Linked DNA regions of Triticum aestivum: region 1 is linked to region 2. The links are chromatin contacts, called in public Hi-C maps. All regions are on one chromosome and are shown on one strand. Each heading gives the region's core, a stretch centred on a gene start, on an enhancer-like site or on the middle of the called end of the contact. The rest is flanking DNA. Distances are from core to core; before and after follow the strand shown. Region 1 holds the start of LOC123111908 (alpha,alpha-trehalose-phosphate synthase [UDP-forming] 6). Region 2 holds the start of LOC123111907 (vacuolar iron transporter 2).

What was found. A called contact is a pair of places that touch in the nucleus more often than the background predicts.
Region 1: a contact with region 2 is called in a Hi-C map of leaf, with 4 times the contacts expected there. The contact joins the promoter of LOC123111908 here to the promoter of LOC123111907 in region 2. A contact is called at or near these places in 2 of 5 Hi-C or Micro-C datasets (both in leaf).

The regions. Positions count from the first base shown.
Region 1 is chr5B:371,563,778-371,570,091 of IWGSC CS RefSeq v2.1, reverse strand. LOC123111908 (alpha,alpha-trehalose-phosphate synthase [UDP-forming] 6) reads right to left here and starts at 3,667. Exons shown (of 3, transcript XM_044532787.1): 1 at 909-3,667; 2 at 494-767; 3 at 1-362. The coding sequence starts at 2,950. The coding sequence ends at 3.
Region 2 is chr5B:370,987,753-370,993,424 of IWGSC CS RefSeq v2.1, reverse strand. LOC123111907 (vacuolar iron transporter 2) reads right to left here and starts at 2,491. Exons shown (of 4, transcript XM_044532786.1): 1 at 2,149-2,491; 2 at 716-801; 3 at 510-624; 4 at 1-412. The coding sequence starts at 2,384. The coding sequence ends at 112.

The DNA of each region.
Region 1 (6,314 bases), core at 2,418-4,917, 580 kb before region 2:
CCTCAGTTCAGCCAGGTGTCGTCGGTGCTGGTGTCGTCGCCGGCGAGGAAAGGGTAAGGAGGGTCTTCGCCCTCCTCCATCGCCAGCTCCTGGTCGGAGACCCTCGCGAGGGCCCGGATCATGCGCTTGATGTCGGCGGGTTCGTCCAGGTAGTACTTGGCCTTGCTGGGCTTTTGGCCGACGGTGCAGGCGAAGACCGTCGCACCGGGGCTCAGGTAGGGGCCGTCCACCGCGGTGGTGATCACCTCGAACATGTCCTCGTCGGAACGGTCGTCCCCGACGCAGAGGACGAAGTCGGGCGGGAGCCCCAGCTCCTGCATTGTCGACAGCATCCGCTTCGCCACCAGACCCTTGCTCACACCCTGCAATGCAATCATGCAAACAACATTCTCATGGCTTAGTGCTCTCCTTCGGTTACACAAGTGCAGCAACACAACCACACTAGGTACAGTAGGAGGAAACAAAGGCACCAGTGGTTTCAGCCGAACTTTACCTGTGGCTTCACCTCAACATAGTTCAGGTCAGCTTTGACTGATACCGGCTCGTTGGAGAGGACACTCTCCAGGTGGTCATGGAGCTCCTTGGCCTGGCAAGATCCAAAATCACGGTCAGCGTCCTTGTAGCACCACACGATTGCTGTCTCCTTGTCCTCGATGATCGACCCGTCCGTTGTCTCGGTGTAGGTCTTCATCACCGGCTCCGCGATTTGCTTCCAGCTGAAGTCTGTTGCCAGGCCGCATGTCTCCCATTCTGCATCTCTTTCCAGCCTACAGCAAAATGGTGTTAATTGGAATGTACATACACAGGCTACATGTGGAGTACAAAGTCACAGCAATACTAGTAGTTTCGTTTCAACAATGTCAACAATGAAGGTAGTTGAGAATTTTCAGGGAACAGTTGGAATTTACCTGATGAAGTAGCCATGCTCAGCAGCAAGGCCTAGGTCCTCACATGCTGAGAACCATTCACTTAAGGTCGCCCTGGTCTTTGTGCTTGTGATTAAGACCAAGTTCTTCTCATCGCGACAGAGGCTGTTCAACATGTTTATTGTTTTGGAGCTCGGCATCTTACCAAACGATGACTCGGGCATCAGCGTACCATCATAGTCCAAGAGAATGGCGCGCGTGCTTGCCTTCCGGTAGGCATAGACAAGCTGCTCAACCGCGAGCTTCTTGAAGCTCGTATCAAGGGCCACACATCTGAACCTTAGCCCAAATCCTATGCCCCAGCAGCGCCTCTTGTTATGGTCTTGGCAAGTCCTCGCCAGATCCTGCAGGAAGCTGTTTGCCCAGTATCCGACATCATGTGTGCTCACAAATTTGTGATGCTTCTCGTGCCTCAGCACCTGCTCACCTTCACCTGTGTGCAAGGCCTTGTCCATTGCCTCGGCCACCGACTCAATGTTCCAAGGGTTCACCCGAATCGCGCCACTCAGGGAGGGTGAGCAGCCAATGAATTCCGACACGACAAGCATGCTCTTCTTCCTTGTGAAAGGGCTGAGACCCAGGATCCTGTCAATCTTCTCATTCCCTTGCCTAGCAATGATGTACTCATATGGTATAAGATTCATGCCATCCCTCACTGCGGTCACCAAGCAGCACTCAGCAACAACATAGTATGCCATCCTCTCATAGAAGTGCAGTGGCCTGTCGATCAATATGACTGGCTGGTAATCTGGCTGCCCAAATGCCTCATTGATGCGCTTCACCATGGCATAGCTCTCATCCTGTACCTCCTTCACATCCTTCCCCTTCCCCCTCGCCGGATTGGCAATCTGTACCAGCACCACCTTTCCTCGATACTCTGGATGCTGCGTCAAGAGCTCCTCAAATGCCAAAAGCTTCAGACTGATGCCCTTAAATATGTCCATATCATCTACACCAAGCATCATGATGCGGCCCCGATCACGGAACTCCTTGATAAGCTCGGCGACCTTGAGCCCGGTCTCCGGGAGGTTGAGCACCTCCTGCAGCTGCCCCAAATGTATCCCCACCGGCAGTATCTTGACAGTGACAGTCCGTCCATAGTACTCCAGTCCAATGTACCCCCTCTGCGACTCGTATTTCATTCCCAGCATCCTGCTGCAGCATGAGAGGAAATGCCTGGCATAATCAAATGTGTGGAACCCAATCAAGTCGGCATTCAGCAGCGCCCGGAGCACCTCCTCTCGAACCGGCAGGGTCTTGTAGATCTCCGATGATGGGAACGGGCTGTGCAGGAAGAAACCCAGCCTGACCCGGTTGAATTTCTTGCGCAGGAAGGTGGGCAGGACCATGAGATGGTAGTCGTGCACCCAGACGAAGTCCTCCTCGGGGTTGATCACCTCCAGGATCTTGTCGGAGAAGATCTTGTTGACGGACAGGTAGGCCTTCCACAGGTCGCGGTCGAAGCGGCCGCCGAGCTCGGGCGACAGTGGCAGCATGTAATGGAACAGTGGCCACAGCTGCTGCTTGCAGAAGCCGTGGTAGAAGCGGGAGCGGAGGTCGTCCGGCAGGAACGCGGGCACGCAGCGGAAGCGCTCGTAGAGCTCGAGCGCGACCTTGTCCTGGTCCTCTGCCGGGATGTCGTCGCGCAGTCCGCCGATGTAGACGAAGTCCATGTGGGCGCGGCCCTGGTGCGCGCGCAGGCTTTCCTTGAGCTGCCGCAGGAGGCTGTCCTGGTCCCAGGAGAACTCCCAGGCGCCGTCCGCGCCGCGGCAGGCGCGGATGGGGAGCTGGTTGGCCACGATGATGGTGCGCTCCCGCGGCGGCTGGTCGGATTGGTCGTCGGAGGCCACCGAGGCGGCGTAAGCGTCAGCGTCAGCGGCGGCGTCGGCGCGGTCAAGGCCGGGCACAATGCCAGACGCCGTCATCACCCGCGGTATCCGTGGCTGCCCGAGGGACGGCAGCGGCTGGTCGCGGTCAGCGCCGCCGGCGAGCTCCATGAGGTTGGAGTAGGATCTCGACGCCATCCTCTCTCAGATGTGATCTTCTTCACCAACAAATCAGCAAGAACTCGAGGTTGCAGTTGCAGAGCGAGTGACGGAGCAGAGCAAGAATGGAGGAAAAGGATCTGCGACCGGGATGGAGTCCGAGGGGAAGAAGAAATCCGGGCGAGATTTAGCGAGGCAACAAGGAATGGAATCGGCGCAAAGGAAGTCGCCAGAAGCGCGGAAACAAATTCCCCCTTTCCGGAAAGGAGCGGCCCCTTTCGGTCAAAGGGAACACGGCGGCAGAGCGGCACCGTCTCAGGTGCTCCTCCTCCCGCCGCCCACGCGACCGCCACATCGACAGATCGCCGCCACCGGACAAGAGAAGACGCCGCCGCCCATCCCCAGGACCAGCATTAACCAGCAACAAAATTTCGAAAGAGGGTGGCGGAAACTCCGGGGAAACTCGGCGGATTGGCGAAGACGGACGCGGCGGAGGAGGGAGGAAAGGCGGTGGTGGCAGGAGGAGGCGGGGCTGATCGTCGGTCGGCGTGCGGCGGTGACTCTTGAGGATCGGAAGGGCTGTGGTGGGATCTATCTATCTATCACGACTACAAGTAACGGAATGGAGGCGAGGCTTTTGCTTCTCTACTGGAGTAGACTAGACTGGAATGGAATGGATAGAGTATTTTTCTCGCCCTCGCTCGAGCTGGCGAGCGCGGGTCTGATGAACTCTGCGATGCCTCTCGCCCCCGGCCCGTACACGGATTAAATATAATCGGAATTTCGCGCTAAGCACCCTGGATAAGCACGGGCATTTCGTCCACGGGCGCCGTCCCGCGCCGCGCCGCATGCCGTCCACCTAACAGCGGCCAAAGAATTCATGACAAACCATTGGCGCTATTTGTTTCCGGGATGGATAATCGTCCCTGCTGACTGACCCAAGGGATCAGCATTATCCATCCACTCGATCAATGCTCACCCCCGGCTGGCTTTCTTACAGAACAAGTGAGCAGTCAGTCACCACGGTTTCCTTGCGTGCATGCCGTGGCGGTTACCATAAAAAGCTGCTTTGCTTTCGGGACAAAAAAATCCCAGCTGGGTGATTCTTAATTCGAAATTTTACACCTGCTATGCACGCTACTTTTTTATGGTCATGTGATTTTTATTTTTAGTGAGTGCTACTGTATTTATTTTCTATCGGATGGTGACTTCCTGGCCTACGGCCGAATATCGGTGCCTTTGCCTGCTGTCAGAAGGATAGATAGTGACGTGGTTGCATGCGTTTACTGCAGCCCTCATCCATTGATCGCGCCGCGGGCTGCCGCAATCCAACAAAAACGGCCTCTATCCTGAGGATATGAAGAAACTCTTCGTGCCCGTCCGGCCTGCGAATTGCCCGTGAACCCAGGGGGCTAGGTGGAAGATTCCATCGCGCAGTCCATGGCGCAGTCCCTCGCGGGCGGCAGCAGCCCGCGCGCGATCTTATCCGCGGGAGCACGGCGGCCGCTCTGGAGGGCCCCACGGTGTTTGACCGGTGCGGCTGGGGCCTGGGTCGCACGATCGGGATCCGACGGGCGCGGGGGAGGGGCCGCGGGAGGGGGACGCGCAGAGGATCCGCCGGGTTTCCCTAGGAGATATGTATATCCATCTTCAAGCCGCACCGGATGAGGATCGGTGGAGCGGGCGGGGCCCGCGGGGTGGGCGGCCTCTCGCGCACGTGCGAGCGCGTACGTGTCGGACGCTGAGGGCGCCTCGGCGCGTGCGGCGACCCCGGCTGTCGTTTCCGACAGGAGGGATACACAGGGCCGCGTTCACACCGGAGACCCGGAGTCCATAGTCCACACCCACCGAAAGGGACGTAGACTTCGGAAACTGAAAGGTCAGTTACGCCGCTCGACCGGCGCGACTTTAGGCCGGTCGCCGGGCCGACCCTACGATCTGGTATGAATGACCGTCGGATTGCAGAAAAAAAGAAAAAAAAGTCTACTCTTCCCCACGCGGATGGTCGTCCGGGCTTTCTTACAGATTAAGAAATCAGTTACGAGTAACTGAGCCGGCTGACCGGCGCGACTTTAGGCCGGGCGCCGGGCGGCCCCTACGATCTAGATATGAATAACCGTCCGATTGTAACAAAAAAAAGGAAAAGTCAACTCTCACCCGCGCGGGAGGTCGTCCTAGCTTTCTTACAGACTAAGAAATCAGTTACGAGTAACTGCGCTGGCGCGACTTTAGGCCGGTAGCCGGGCGGGCCCTACGATTTGGATATAATAACCGTCCGATTGTGAGAAAATGGGAAAAAAGAAAAGTCAACTCTCACCCGCACTGGAGGTTGACCCGGGTTTCTTACAGAATAAGAAACCAGGGACGAGTAACTTCCCCGGTCGACCGACGCGACTTCAGACCGGTTGCTGGGCGGCCCCTACAATCTGGATATGAATAACCGTCTGATTGCAGAAAAAAGAAAAAAAAGAAAAAGTTAACTCTCACCCGTGCTGGAGGTCGTCCCGGTTTTCTTACAGAAATAAGAGATCAATTACGAGTAACTGCGCCGGTCGACCGACGCGACTTTAGGCCGGTAGCCGGACGGCCCCAGCGATCTCGATATGAATAACCGTCCGATTGCAGAAAAAAGGAAAAAAAGAAGAAGGAAAAAGTCAACTCTCACCTGCATCGGAGGTCGTCATCGCTCGCAGATCTGTCGCGGCATCGCAACACCGTCGCGCTCACGCCGCAACATGCCGTGATGCCAACCGCAGCGCGCCGCTGCACCGGCCGCAGCACCCCGCCGTGCCACTCCCTGCACCACACTACACCTGTTGCAACGACCATTGGGATCCGGTTGTAGCTTCCCACCGCAGACACCGGCGCTCGACGTTTGCAGCACCGTGCTCTGGTCACAGCTCCGGCCGTTAAGAGTAGTACCAGATGCAACTGGGAGAGAGAGAAACAAGGGAAGGGTGATGGCTCGTTGGCTGGCTTCGTGGTGCTCATCGGGGGTGAAGATGGCGAGAAAGAGGAAGAAGAGCATGAGATCGCTCTGGCAATAGAGGAAGAAGAAAGACGAGTCGTCGAGAAGGATGCGGGAGAATATAAGGGAGGGGAAGAGCGGTCGCCGGCCCACTAAGGCAGACACGTGTCGTGCGTGTCGAGAGAGGAATAGCCGAGAGCGCCGCACGGAAGACTCGCGATCTGCGTCAATCGAATGTACGCCACATGACAGACGTGAGCGTTGACTAGTCGCCCAGTGCAAATAAATTTTCAAATTGAAAACCACACACCCAAGTACCGAGCGCAGTGACATGCCGATTTCAAATTTGGGTGACGCTGCGGATCGACCTGCTGATATCCAAGGTAGACATCGAATTAGGCTGCCACCATCTCAATACACACAATGGTGCGGTCG
Region 2 (5,672 bases), core at 1,242-3,741:
TACCACTCCACTATGGCAACACTTGATCATACATACACAGGTAGGTAGCTTGCTGTACTTATTTTTCTTGGTACTTAGCCGTCCCCCGGGCGCGGCGTGGCTCGAGCTCGATCAGATGGCCTGCACGGCCTTGGCCATGCCGTAGGCGGCGGAGGAGGCAAGCGCGCCGATGATGGCAGTCTGGATGGCGCTGAGGAACGGGCGGTTCCCGGTGAAGCGGCCCTTGACGTAGCCGAAGAAGAGCAGCGCGGCGAGGGTGACCACGACGGAGGTCATCATGGCGCTGTCGACCGACGCCAGGAACATGTAGGGGGAGAGCGGCACCATGCCGCCGACGACGTAGGCCAGCGCGATCGTCGCCGCGCTCGTCAGCGCGCGCCGCGGGTCCGGCTTCTCCAGCCCCAGCTCGAACCTGCATGCGTGCACCAAAGTTCCGCCGCGATCAGTCACATGGTTAGATTAATTGGAAAAAAAGTGAGTGGGCTGGGTGGGCTTGACTGATTGATTACTTCATCATGAACTCGAGCCAGGCCTTTGGGTTGTTGCGGAGGGAGGTGACGACCGGCCCGTACTCCTCGGGGCCCAGCCCGTACTCAGAGAGTATGTCCGCGATCTCCGCGGCCTCTGCTCAAAGAAATACATCTCAGCCGTTAGATACTTAGATTCGATCAGATCGATAGAGAGTGTCAGGTGAGAGAGAATGTGAGAGAGTGACCTGTGTCCGGGACGGTGTCGATCTCGTCCTGCTCGCGCTGCAGCTCCCGGTAGTAGTGGTCGGCGTCGCTCTTAGCGGCGAGGTACCTGACAAGAGTGCGAGCGCACATTAGCCGTAGGCTTTTACTGCGTTAATTCCGTTTGGTACGGCCCAGCAGAAGTTAGCCCGCTTTCGGCTGGGTTAAATGTAGACATCACTTCGGCCCGTTTTAGTAATTAGTGTAAAAAAAGTAATTAGTGCTTGCGATTTTTTAAAAAGTACTCCCTCCGTTCGGAATTACTTGTCGTAGAAATGGTTGTATCTAGACGTATTTTAGTTCTAGATACATCCATTTTCGAGACAAGTAATTCCGAACGGAGGGAGTAGTAGTGTTTGTAAGTGCGGAACAGGGAGAAACTATAAACTCTGTGAAAATAACATATATTTTGCTCCAGAACTTTATTATTCATTTGGTGAATATTTCATATATACATCAACGAAAAATTGGCATTTTTTTGAGTAATTCATGTGTGAAAATAATCCCTATTTCTAATGTACTCCGGTCAAATTCCCTTGCACGTGTGTGTGTGCAGGTGTGCTTAGTGTAGGTGAACAGTATTGCATTTTGGGATCACTAGGAGTCTCACATATAATTGTACATTTTTGGTTGAGTCATGCTATGCACAGGACAAAATTTGCATGATTCGCAGACTAACGCACAACATAGTGATGGAAAGGGGTTTCTGCCTTCTCACCTACTCAGATTCAAAGCATGGTACCTATAACTTGGGTTTGTTACACCAACTACTACGGAGCCTCACTTACAGTCTTTTTTTCAAAATAAATGCACAATTCACACATGAAGATTAAATCCAGGCGGACATGCGTATGGCTGACAAGGGCACTAGCCGCTGGATTTACATGTCGTGCAAAGATCGGGCACAAGTACCGGGCGTGGAACAGTTTCTTTTTTGGTTTTGCATAGGGCATAAAATACGTCTTGCATTTGTCACGGAGGAAGTATTGTTTTGTACTCCTAGCTGTTGCTGACACAAAGGAAAACTACAGAAATCCTAGGTAAGTGGTTGTCCAGACTCTGGACAATAAATGACCCAACTTAGTGAACAATGCAGGAAGGTACTAACACTGTAGGAGTATAAAACTTAGCGGGGTACTCATCAGTAAACATTCGTCTGTGCGGCAAAAATTTCCATTTTTTGGTTAGTAGACGTTATTAATCATTCCCCTACTTTCCATTCTTGGCATCAAGAACAGCAAGCTACTCTCACTAATCTCCGTTTCAGAAATAATTAAGCCTTTGCATACAAATCCAGCAAGCCAGCAGCATGCATGCGACATGTTCAGGAAAGCAATAGCCGGAGGAGTAACAAACGACATTAATCAGAGGAAACATATACCCAGAAAATCAAGGAGATTTCGATCTGTTTCCTTACCCTCCGAGCCCCATGGAGATGGCGCCGGCGGCGACCTCGGCGAGCCCGGCGGTGAGCACGAGCGAGGAGGACGCGTTGGCGCCCGACAGGCCGGCGGCTAGGGCGAAGGGCACGGTGAGGCCGTCAGAGACGCCGATGATGATGTCCCGGACCACCTCGCCGGAGGTGAAGTGCTTCTCCTTGTGGTCGTCGAGGAGCAGCCTCTGGTTCTCCTCGTCCTGCACAGGCTTCACCATCTTGCCGGTCGGCGTGGGAGTGTGCTTACGAGCGAGCTGGTGTGTTTAGCTATTTCCTGCGCTCAGATAGCTAGCTCGTGATCTGCGATGACAAGGGAAGTTTTGGTGTAGGCGAAGTGGACAGAGCTGGGAGGGGGTATTTATAGGGGTTAGAGGCCGGGTGAAATGTCCTGTTTGGACATGGGAAGTCGGGGCAATCTTGGGATTTGGGCACGCGAGGTACTATGTGAATGTGTGGTGAGTATGTCTGATTATGTTTTTATGCGTCCGTACTTCACTTTTATTATTTGCTGAGACCAATCTACCATGGAACCACGGATCCATCTCATGCCAAGTTGTATGGTTTGTAGAAACTCAAAGGGAGCAGAGAGCGATCGTTATTGCACGTCCAACTTTTAGGGCATCTTTGATTTTAAGGATTTGTAAAATGCAGTAATAGGAACTAGCACAACCAGTGCCGCAACGCCTTGCGAGAGAGGGTTGAGGCAAGTGACTACCCCCCCCCCCCCCCATCCCCCTCTCCCACGCGCGCGCGCACACACACACCATCTTCTTCCTCTCTTGTTGTCGCCAGGGTGCTTCGCTAGGCAAAGTATGTGCGGCGTTGACGCCGACGGGGGCGTTGCTGATTTGGGGGGGGGGGGGGGGGGGCTACTATGGAGGTGTTGGTGGGCTGTTGTGGGTCGGCGGAGATGAATGGTGAGGTGCGGTCTTCGGCAGGCGATGGTTGACAGCGGCGCTGGTGATCCAACGCAGCGATCTTCTATAGTCGTGCAGCCTGGCTCAGTCACCAGAGAAGAGGGTGTCGGTGCATGGTCCTGGACAGAGGTGAGCTCGATATCAGAACCGTCTGGCGTGCAGTAGCATGAGCGTTTGTCTCGCGTTTTCTTTAAGGAGTCTTCATGTCTGGTTTGGGGCATGCTATCCTTGTGTAGTAATAATGTCCTTCCGGCCCTTTCCCCGAGTTGAGGGCGTGTGGAGCTATGTTTCCGACGGGTCCTCTGGGATCTGGGCGGTTTCGGTTTCCAGTGGATCCGTCTAAATTCGACCGGCTTTAGTGGACTCCGGAATTTCTACATGCATTTTTCGGCGTTTTCTTCTCCGGGATGATTTACAAATCGCGGCCGTTGTCGTCTCCTGTTCTACATCAACGACTTCCTTGCTGCTGCTTTTACAAGCTCATGGGTTTAAACAAGTTTGCTCCGCTGAGGTGAAGGCATAGAGGTGGCATCGAGCTACACTCGGATCGCTTTTTTTTTACAGTGGGATGAGCTTGCTGCACTTTTTTTACAGTTTATACCGCTGCACAAAAGTTGATGATCCCATCTGCTAACTTGGAGCGATCACAGGAACTTCAGCAGAACAGGTCCATGGACTCCCATCAGCCTGCAATAATTAACAAAAAGTACTTCATGAATCACCATCGATCAACGCAGATTAAGCACACACAACAAAAGGCGGCCGAGGCAACCACATGCAAATATCCAGGCATCCATGTGCGTCCAAGGGGGTGGGGATCGAGGCCGCCGGTCGCCATCGGCGCCGGGAGTCGGACGCGTGGGCGCGGCCGTGACACGCAGGCACTTGTCGTGTGCCCGCCACGAGCGTGGATGACAAAAGGCGGCACAGAAAAGCAGGAACCGCTAGCGACCGCCGCCGCACGCGCCACGCGCGCCCAGCGGCGCACTGCGGTGAGCAGCTCCCCCCCACGCCAACTTGCGGGAAAGTGGCCTAACTTTCGGTTGGGAAAATCTCCCCAAAAATTACGACGGATCAGGGTAAAGTTTCCCGCCCGTGTTTGGGTTTTACGAGCCGCCTTTTGGATGGTGCGGCTGGGCTCGAGTAGGCCGAGACTGATGAGAAGTTTGAATCCTCCGTTGCTTTGATTGACAAGGGTGTCAAGTGGTCTGGCCCCACGTGCCGTGCTGAACTTTGAGAAACTAAAATACAGTGCATCAACGTATAGATCCAGCAGACTCCAAATTGAGCTTGTTGTCCTGTTACTCTCCCATGGAGGGATGGCCTGAATTGAACCGTCCTATAATTATTCTTGCTTTCCCATATACTTTAATCCTATAGCGCATGTATGTACTCTAGTGAAATGGTTAATGCCTTTTGGAAGAACTGGAAGAGCATCTTGGGGAGCTGGGGTTTCAACTTTCAACCTCAACCAACTCCTCTAATTTATTTATTTTGTCTTGGCGTGCATTTGGCAACACAGATGAATACCTCTTCTCCTAGGCCAAGGAAATTTGATCTACAAATTTTCTAGCAAGCGAACGTTCAATATATCTTACAGTCTAAACATTGCATGCTCTCTTGTCTATCATATGGGGCCAATAGCTCCTGTGCGACGTTTTTGATGTGAATTGGCTTGAGTGCGACGTTGTTCGAGTGAATGGTTGTGATGCGACACACTTGAGCGTGTAAATAGCTCCAATGCGACATGACTCTGTTTAACCGTGAAATGAAAAACACAAGGGGTTAGCGATTTGAGTTATGACACGCGGGACCCACCAGTTACTCGCATGCGGGTGGGACCCACAACTTATCCACACAAGCATGCCCGTGCTCATCAGCGTGCCCCGACCCGAGCCAGCCCGCCCCCCTCCATTGCTTGCCCTGCCCCTTTCCTTTCCCACCTTCTTCTTCCTCTGCTCCGGCAACGAAGCGCGCCGCCGGCGAGTGATGTCTAGCTCGACTTCAGCCACCCGCCAATCATGGACGCAGTACGGTCCACTACCGTTGACAAGATGCCCCGATTGCCCGCGCATGGAGCCTCTCAAGCGTTTGACTTGTGTGAGGGAAGAAAATGGCAACCGTGGGCGCGAGTTTGTGAAATGTTTGAGCAAGCCACAGCCGGGGCAGGTTAGATCTGTGTTCTTGACCAATTCTATGGTCTAATTTCTCCCGATTTGTTTTTTCCCTCGAATTAGGGCGGTGGATCTGGGTGGTGGATCTAGGATTCATGCGCCGCCGGGCCCCTGTTTTCAGGTTCTGAAGAAATGTGGGCATTTTGAGTGGCTCGATGAATATGTTGAAAGGTTGAAATTGGAGGGATCAACCCCAACCCAAGAGCTCAATTTCCCCGTGGAACAAGCCCCCAATTTGACGGACATAACCGATCTGATGATGCACAGTGCAGAACTGAAGTGTGAATTGAAGAAAATCGGCAAGCAACTAAAGCATCTGATCGATTTGAAGCAGCAAGCAAATATGATGGCGGGAGCATTTTATGGTTGTGTCATTGCTATGGGTTTATTTTACTTGATGTTCATCAATCCCTAG